Regions from separate parts of the Mus musculus genome. Here region 1 is linked to region 2. A link is a contact called in public promoter capture Hi-C data. All regions are on one chromosome and are shown on one strand. Each heading gives the region's core, a stretch centred on a gene start, on an enhancer-like site or on the middle of the called end of the contact. The rest is flanking DNA. Distances are from core to core; before and after follow the strand shown.

Region 1 (3,761 bases), core at 727-3,226, 1.2 Mb after region 2:
CCCTGACCTCCACATTTAAAACATCCTTGGGCTGGAGAAATGGCTCAGTGGTTAAGAGCACTGACTGCTTTTCTGAAGGTCCTGAGTTCAAATCCAAGCAACCACATGGTGGCTCCCAACCATCTGTAATGAGATCTGATGCCTTCTTCTGGAGTGTCTGAAGATAGCGACAGTGTACTTACATATAATAAGTAAATCTTTAAAAAAAAACCAAAACAAACCCAAAACATCCTTTATTTCCTTGTCTCTGTGAATGCATCTCTTGCACATTGGTTCCTTGTAAGACAGCATCCATAGCCAGACCCTGATTGTATGAGGGCCCAGTTTCTGCACAAAGATGAATGTATCCAGATAAGACTGTCTTTGCTTTGTATGGCCTGATAGTGGTGTGACAGGCTGAATTAGCATTCACATAAGTGAATGTAACAAAAGGAACTCCTGATTGAGGATCTCAAAAAATTCTACCAGCTGCTTTTAGCAGTCTGTCCACAGATTCCTGAAACGGTTCATCAGGACCTTGTTCGATGCCAGATAAATTCCCACTGAGATCCCCTTTAATTGGGAAACGATTCTAAGCAAGATGAGCAGCCATTGCAACCTGGGCATACTCTCCTGCAAGTAGCCTGATCTGATTAGCATTACCTTCATATTGACCTTCTCCTAAAAGCATGTTTATATCCTATTGAGCATTACCTGCCTGAGCATCCATCAGAGCAGTTCTTTTACTTGCTTCACGCCATTCAGAAATCCTGACAAAGTAGCCTTACATACAGTTTTCCAGTCTTGAGGGGTTAAATGAGCTTCCATCACAGTATCCAACAAAGCCTGTGTAAAGGGAGCTATGGGGCCATACTAGGCCACAGCTGTTTTTAACTCTTTTATCACTTTGAAGTCTAACATTTGATATTGTCTGACTACATTGCCCTGCTGATCAACTATCTCAACTACAGAAAAAGCCAACACTTCAGATGTATCTTGCTCCTCTCTGCAAGCCTGATTCACAGCTTTTCTAATGGAAATTGGCATATCAGGATTATTGCTCTTTCCTGTACTTGATGCACTCTTATTCTTGTAGTTTATTAGTCAATTTCTGAAGCTTAACTTCTAATTCTAATTTATAGACTTGCATGTCCATCTGAGCAGCATTTCCTACATTAGAGGCCATAGGCAGAGCAGAAAGTACAAAAGGAGGCCAATCCTCATTATGATATTTGACAACCTCTTCTTCTAAATCTTCTTCCTCCTCTGCATCTAATTCATCATCAGTGCCTCCAAGTTCTGTCTCCCTAGGTCTATAAGGCGTGCCAGGTCTGTATTGTTGTGCTTTGGAGTTGAGAGTGCCTCTTTCTGCGGAAGCCCTCTCTGGCAGCTGTTCTCCCTGGGGTTCCTCAAGCTGCTCCTGGGCAGTAGCTAACACCTGTGAAGTCTCTTCGTTTTTATTATTATCAATAGCATCTTCTATAAGCACCCACAGACAGAAGGTGATAGGATCTGTCCGAGTGGCTCCTAGAATGTCTCAAATCTATCCTAGGTTTCCTTATTTAAAGTGCTTTCTTCTGAAAACCATGGACTACACGAATCTATTTGAGCTAAAATTTTTTTCTAATGTCTGTTTTGAAAACCCTGCTCCTCTCGCCTGGAGCAGCTCTTTTAGACAGCAGACAAAGGCCTATTTAGAATTTCTCTGTCTCATTGCCCTGTCAACCCTAGGTGAAGTCGGTGTCGGGCCAGCACCACTTCAGCCTAGCTGGTATCCCTTTGAATAAATCTCCTGCAACAACAGTCTCCAAAAGATAAAATTTATGGCTAGCGCTAGCATTAATGCTGTATGTTGCTTACCATGCTTCATGGATACTTTCACTTTTCTTGTGTTTTCTATGGAGCTCCACCCAAGACACCGTTTCTCAGTAGGTTCCCCTGTTTTCAGGCCCTTCATTCAGGTGCCACCTGTAGCCATCCAGCAGCCTCCAGCAAACTGGTTTTACCTGAAAGGGAGGCTGGAAATGAAGGGGGTGGGGTGGGGGGATGACGAGAGAAGAATGAAGCCAAGACAAAGGTTCTGATTAAGGCTCAAAGTTTAATAATTAGCTTTGCATTTATAAAGGGAAAAACCACAAAACCCACCCCCTTCTTCAGCTGGAATATGTTGTAGAGCAAGGTCAACGTAGGCAGCCAAAACAGCTAAGTTCCCATGGGAACCTACAACTGCAGCCAAGACAAATGTCTCTGTCCAGGTTGATAAGACCTGTTGTGGCAAATGTTCAAGGTCTTCTTAGCCTGCTCAAGGCTGGGAAGGTTACAGAGAGTGGAAACCCTTGTTTTGTTCCAATTATTAGAAGAAATGGTCTCTGGGTTTTGGCATTAGTGTGATGTTGGTTATAGATGTTTTAGGATTGTTTATTTCTCTGTTTTACAATAGCGTAGTTTACTCCTTAACAATTTCATATGTGGGATGGAGAGATGGCTCAGCAGTTAAGAGCACTGACTACTCCTTTAGAGGTTCTGAGTTCAATTCCCGCAACCACATGGTGGCTCACAACCATCTGTAATGGGATCTGATGCCCTCTTCTGGTGTGTCTGAAGACAGCTACAGTGTACTCATATACATAAAATAAATAAATATAATCTTTTAAAAAATGTAAACATATTAACAAGTCCGTAGATACCATTAGCACCTGAAAGTTCTAAATGCTAGTGTGCTGTCTCCTGTTACTGGGGTGGTATTAGGAAGCTTCACTGACAAACAGGTTCCAGTTTGTTCTGAAGGCTTGAACTCATATCCCTCACGACAACTGCAGAATCCAAGATAAGTTCAAGACCACAAACTATATAGTTTGAGTGGTCAAAATGACTAAGCCTACAACTGCCAAAATAAGATTTGCTGTTCTCAGAGAAATAACCATAACAAAAATAATAGTTCTCAGAAAAATTCCCCTACCCTACCCCACACTGAATTCCAAGAAAAACCACAAACCACCCTGACCTTGTTGCTAGAATTCCCCTGACGTTGATAGCCATGATTTAATAGCTGTGATGTTAATAGCTGACCCATAAGTTCAAAACATACTGCTGCTTTGCTGACCAACCACAAGGGCAGGCAGAGTGAGGGACTAGGCCAAAGGGTTACTTAGTCACCCTATACAAACCAACCAATGCCTGAAAGGGTTACTTGCTACACCAATTAGAATAAGCCAGCTAGCCGGGCGTGGTGGCACACACCTTTAGTTCCAGCACTCGGGAGGCAGAGGCAGGCGGATTTCTGAGTTCGAGGCCAGCCTGGTCTACAAAGTGAGTTCCAGGACAGCCAGGGTTATACAGAGAAACCCTGTCTCGAAAAAAACAAAAAACAAACAAACAAACAAAAAAGAATAAGCCAGCTAACCCTGTTGCCTAAATCTGCCCCTAACAGGGTAGAAAAAGTGTGTTCTTTCTTTGTTCTGGGTCTCTCCTCTTGCCTGCGTGCTGAGGGATTCCCCCCAACATGTTGGGACAATTAAAAAAAAAAAAAACAAACAAACAAACAACCAAAAACCTCTTGTGGTTTTCAGCAATGGTGATCTCTGTGGTCTTTGTGAGTGAGGGTCTTTTGGCGGACTCCAACACAACAAAGGTCTGTCTACTCACTTTTTGAGTGGGTTGGACAGCGATGAATGGCTGGGTACATATGGATGGGAAGTCATTTTTGTTGTTTGAGACAGGGTCTCACTTTGTAGAACAAATTGACATAAATCAGCCTGCCTCTGCCTCCTGGGTTTTGGATC
Region 2 (3,901 bases), core at 1,091-3,590:
AGGATTCAGAGTCAGACATGCAGAGCTCTGTGAATTTGAGACCAGCCTGATCTACACAGTTTCAGGACAGCTAGAGCTACATAGTGAGACCCTGTCTATAAATACATAAAATTAAGGATAACTTGGTGTAGCTTAGGGACACAGCGTCATGTTGAAGCCCTGGGTTGCCAGGACTGCAAAAAATACAGGAGGAAGAGGAGCAAGTGAAAGGGTTTGGAGTGAGGGAAGAGAGACAGACCTGGACTTGACTGCTTTGCTAAAGATTAGTGGAGAGGAAGGCTGAAGGAGTCTGGTGACTCCCCTCTACTCCCTCCCAGTTCCACAGAGCTCCCTCATCCCTCAAAAGCTTTGGTTGCTTGTGGTAGCCCCTTATGCATGTCTGCTGCCCACCAAACTTGCAAGGGAGAACTGCCGGAGAGCTCAGAACTTTTATCCTCACCTCCCATCGCCACAATCTCTATGGCTCCCTAGGGCCCAGGCATACACTAACCTCCCAAGGCCCATTTGAGGTCGAAACCTGCTGTAGTTGCCTCTGGTATATCCTACAGACCCCCTCCCCACCCCCACACAAACACTTTTTCCGGCAGACTATCTTATCTTTGGATTTCATTCGACTGTCACTGTCTAGGCCTTCAGGAACTATCTTCTCTTTTTGTTTTGTTTTTGGGACAGGGTCTTACTGTGTAATCCGGGTTGACCAGAAACTCATTTCGTAGATCAGGTTGGCCTTGAGTTCACAAAGATGCCCCTTAACTCAGTCTCCTGAGCACTGGGATTAAAGAAATAAGGCATTTTACCCAGCACAGCCCACCCCTAATTTCTATCAGAGCATCTGACTTTATCATCGGAAATGATCTTGTTTTCCACAGTATCGTGTGAGGCCAGCTACCAAGTTCACCCTCAGCCTCTCTTGCTTGGTGCAAGCGAGGCAGGCGCATGAATGAATGAAAGAGCCTGAAATTGGGGGGCTCGTTCGCATGCAAAGCATGGGGACATCTCCTGGCAGCACCCCTACCCTACCACTATAGGAAGCTGAAGCCGGGCGCGTCTCCTTGGCGACAGTAAGACCCGCCTGGCTCAGGCAGCACTCTCCAGCTCCTTATCAGGCCGAGGAATGCGTGGTATCCACACTCGCTTGCGCTGGGGCGGCGCCATCTCTCTCTCCTGAGACCCCGACACGCGCGCAGGATGTCCCTATCCTGCACAAAGCAACAGGGGGTGGCCACATTTCTGCACCCCACCAGAGGCCCCCCACATCCAGATTCCTGGGGCACTGGAGAGAGTAACTACAGCTACTTCATTCCCTCCCCCCCCCTCAGTGATGCTCCCATGTTGCCCCGCAGGGGACAGTAGGCTCTGCGGGTGTCGCCTCGGGCATCTAACAACAAGGATAGGGACGGGGGTGGGGAGGTGGAAATCCCCGGGTGAGTCAACCCATGCTCTAGAGGGGGGCGAGGTCCCAACGCCGTGTAGCCCGCGACAACGCGGACTCCACGCCACGCGTGCCTTCCTTCACTCCTACGCCCCATCCCTGAGCTAGGAAAAGGAGACACCTGGACTTTGCAGTTAATGTCCCTTTCCTTCGATACAAAGTGATTCTTCCGAAAGAGAGACTGAAAGAGAGGGGCAACTAACTGGAAACTGAGGCAAAAAACTAGTCTCACAGGCGGTGGGGCGACGGCCTTCGCCGGGGACCCCGCCCATGAACTCTGAAAGCTTTCCCCGCTCGCTCGTCCGTAGCACCTTTCATCCTAGCCGGAGACAGAGAAGAAGGGATGCTGCACCTCTCCCCAACAACCTCACTGCCCCAAACCCTGCTTCCTGAGAACCCCCATCCAGTCTTGCAAAGTCTCCAGCTCAAAGCGCTCGGATTCCGCCTTTCTCTTCAGCGCCAACTTCCTGCCCGAAGGAAGGCGGGGAGCTCAGTCTGGGGGTGCGCCACTGAGTAGGTGGCGAGCTGCCTGGAGTAGTGGGCAGGGGCGCATGGTAGATGATCTGTTCCCTCGGTGCAGCAGAGCCTGGAGCAGCGCGTGCAACGCCTGTACGAGCGCCTGACCCCGGACCGGGCCCCCCAGCTGGGATCTCAGGGTCTCCGTGAACCGCGGCCGCCCAGATCGGAACCTCCCCTCTGCCCCGCGCGCTCACCTGGCTAGGCCGGCCGGGGTCCCTGCCCTGGCCTGAGTGGCCTTGGCGTCTGCGCCCCGGGACAGCCAGTGGTTGGTTTTGGAGACTGTTGGCTGTGCTCGGTCTATGTCCCGGAGTTGGGGACCCAGGACAAGAGAGAGGCGGGCAGAGCCGCTGCCTCCGGCCCCAACTCCCTGCTCGCCCCGCCCTCCTCTCCTCCTCTTTCCGGCGGCGACTTGCAATGAATTCCAGATGTGGCCCGCCAGTTAGCCAGGGCGCGCACGGGGGAAGAGCAGGGCCCCTTTGTCCACACCCCCACACACACACTCCTGCCCTGCTCCTCCCAACCCCCACTCGTGAGAACTGCCGTGGCATGATGTCACGGCCGCGTGACGTCACAGCTCTCTTAACCCAGGTGACCTAGTACTGAAACAACTGTATTCCATTTGGCTTAGCGCCAGGCTAATGCTTGGGACCTGGAAATGGAGGAAATCACACTTACCTACTATGTGAGAACTCAGCAATTCAAGATTAAGCACCTACTATGTGTTTCTACAAGAAATAAATTCCTACACTGTATCATACCCAGCCCCCCAAACAGAAGACTTGGTAAGAACTCCCAGATCCAACTGGGCTTTGTGGCACATATGCCTGTCATTCCAGCATCTGCCACCTGGGAGGTGGGAAGATCAGGAGTTCAGGGTCCTCTTAGCAACCTTAAGCCACTGCCTGCTCAAGACCCTTTCTGAAAAACAACAGGCAGGGATGTGGAGGCAGGTGGTTGAGTGTTTGCCTAGCATGCATCCTCAACACTGCAAAAATATGGAATGGTGGCTTGGGCCTCTAATTCCAAACTTGTGAAGTAGAAGCAGGAGGTTTGTTTTAGAGTTCAAGGCCAATCTGGATCACATGATCCTGTTGGCTCCTTCCCTCCAAACAACTCAGGGTGAAAAAAAAATCCAAAATTAGAGTGAGTGACAGAAGGTCAGCTGTCCAGCTCCACTAGGCAGGGAGGGGAAAGGGCTTGTCTGGAAGCCTGACCTGAGGTCAGTCCCTGGAAGCAAAGTTGGCCTCTGACCTCCACAGGGCACACTGGCATTGCTGCACCTACATTCATTCACTGATACATGTACAATAATAATAAATGCATTTAAAAAAGAATAACAAAACCGGGCGTGGTGGTGCACGCCTTTAATCCCAGCACTCGGGAGGCAGAGGCAGGCGAATTTCTGAGTTCAAGGCCAGCCTGGTCTACAGAGTGAGTTCCAGGAGGCTGTGAGTTGTCAGTGGGTAAGGCCTTGCCTGGGACCCACAAGGTGGAAATTGAGAACCAATTCCTGCAAGTTGTCCTGTGACCTCCAAGGCCTGCTGCTGAGGCACATGCACACACCCACGTACATGTACACACCCACGTGCATGCACGCACATGGGTATAAAGTTAAAATTAATAAATTTTTAAAAGGCGCTAAAGAGGTGCCTCTAATGGTCAAGAGCACTTCCTGCTCTTGCAGAGAACAGAATGTCCCAGCACCCACAGACCTGACAACTTCTGAGTCCAGCCCCAGGGGATCTGACCCTTTCAGCCTCAAGGGCCCGTGTACACACATGCACATACCCACAATTACACATAATTAAAAACAAAAAAAAATAAACACACAAAAGTGTAAATTGCACACCCAAACATAAGCTCCCTAAGAGCGAACAGTGTTTCCCTTGCTGTGTTTAACATTGTGCCTTATGTCGGCATTGAGATGTTTATGGAGGCAGGCGGCTCAGT

Evidence for each region. Promoter capture Hi-C pulls out the DNA fragments that hold promoters and counts their contacts.
Region 1: a promoter capture Hi-C map of liver shows a contact between it and region 2, with 4 times the contacts expected there. The contact joins the promoter of 1810064F22Rik here to the promoter of S1pr2 in region 2. A contact is called at or near these places in 4 of 39 promoter capture datasets (cranial neural crest, frontonasal cranial neural crest, liver and 1 more) and 1 of 9 other capture datasets (pancreatic islet).

What each region holds. Positions count from the first base shown.
Region 1 is chr9:22,211,884-22,215,644 of GRCm38.p6, forward strand. It overlaps 1810064F22Rik (RIKEN cDNA 1810064F22 gene), which reads right to left and starts at 1,977. Exons shown (of 2, transcript NR_027981.1): 1 at 1,840-1,977.
Region 2 is chr9:20,974,453-20,978,353 of GRCm38.p6, forward strand. S1pr2 (sphingosine-1-phosphate receptor 2) reads right to left here and starts at 2,341. Exons shown (of 2, transcript NM_010333.4): 1 at 2,146-2,341.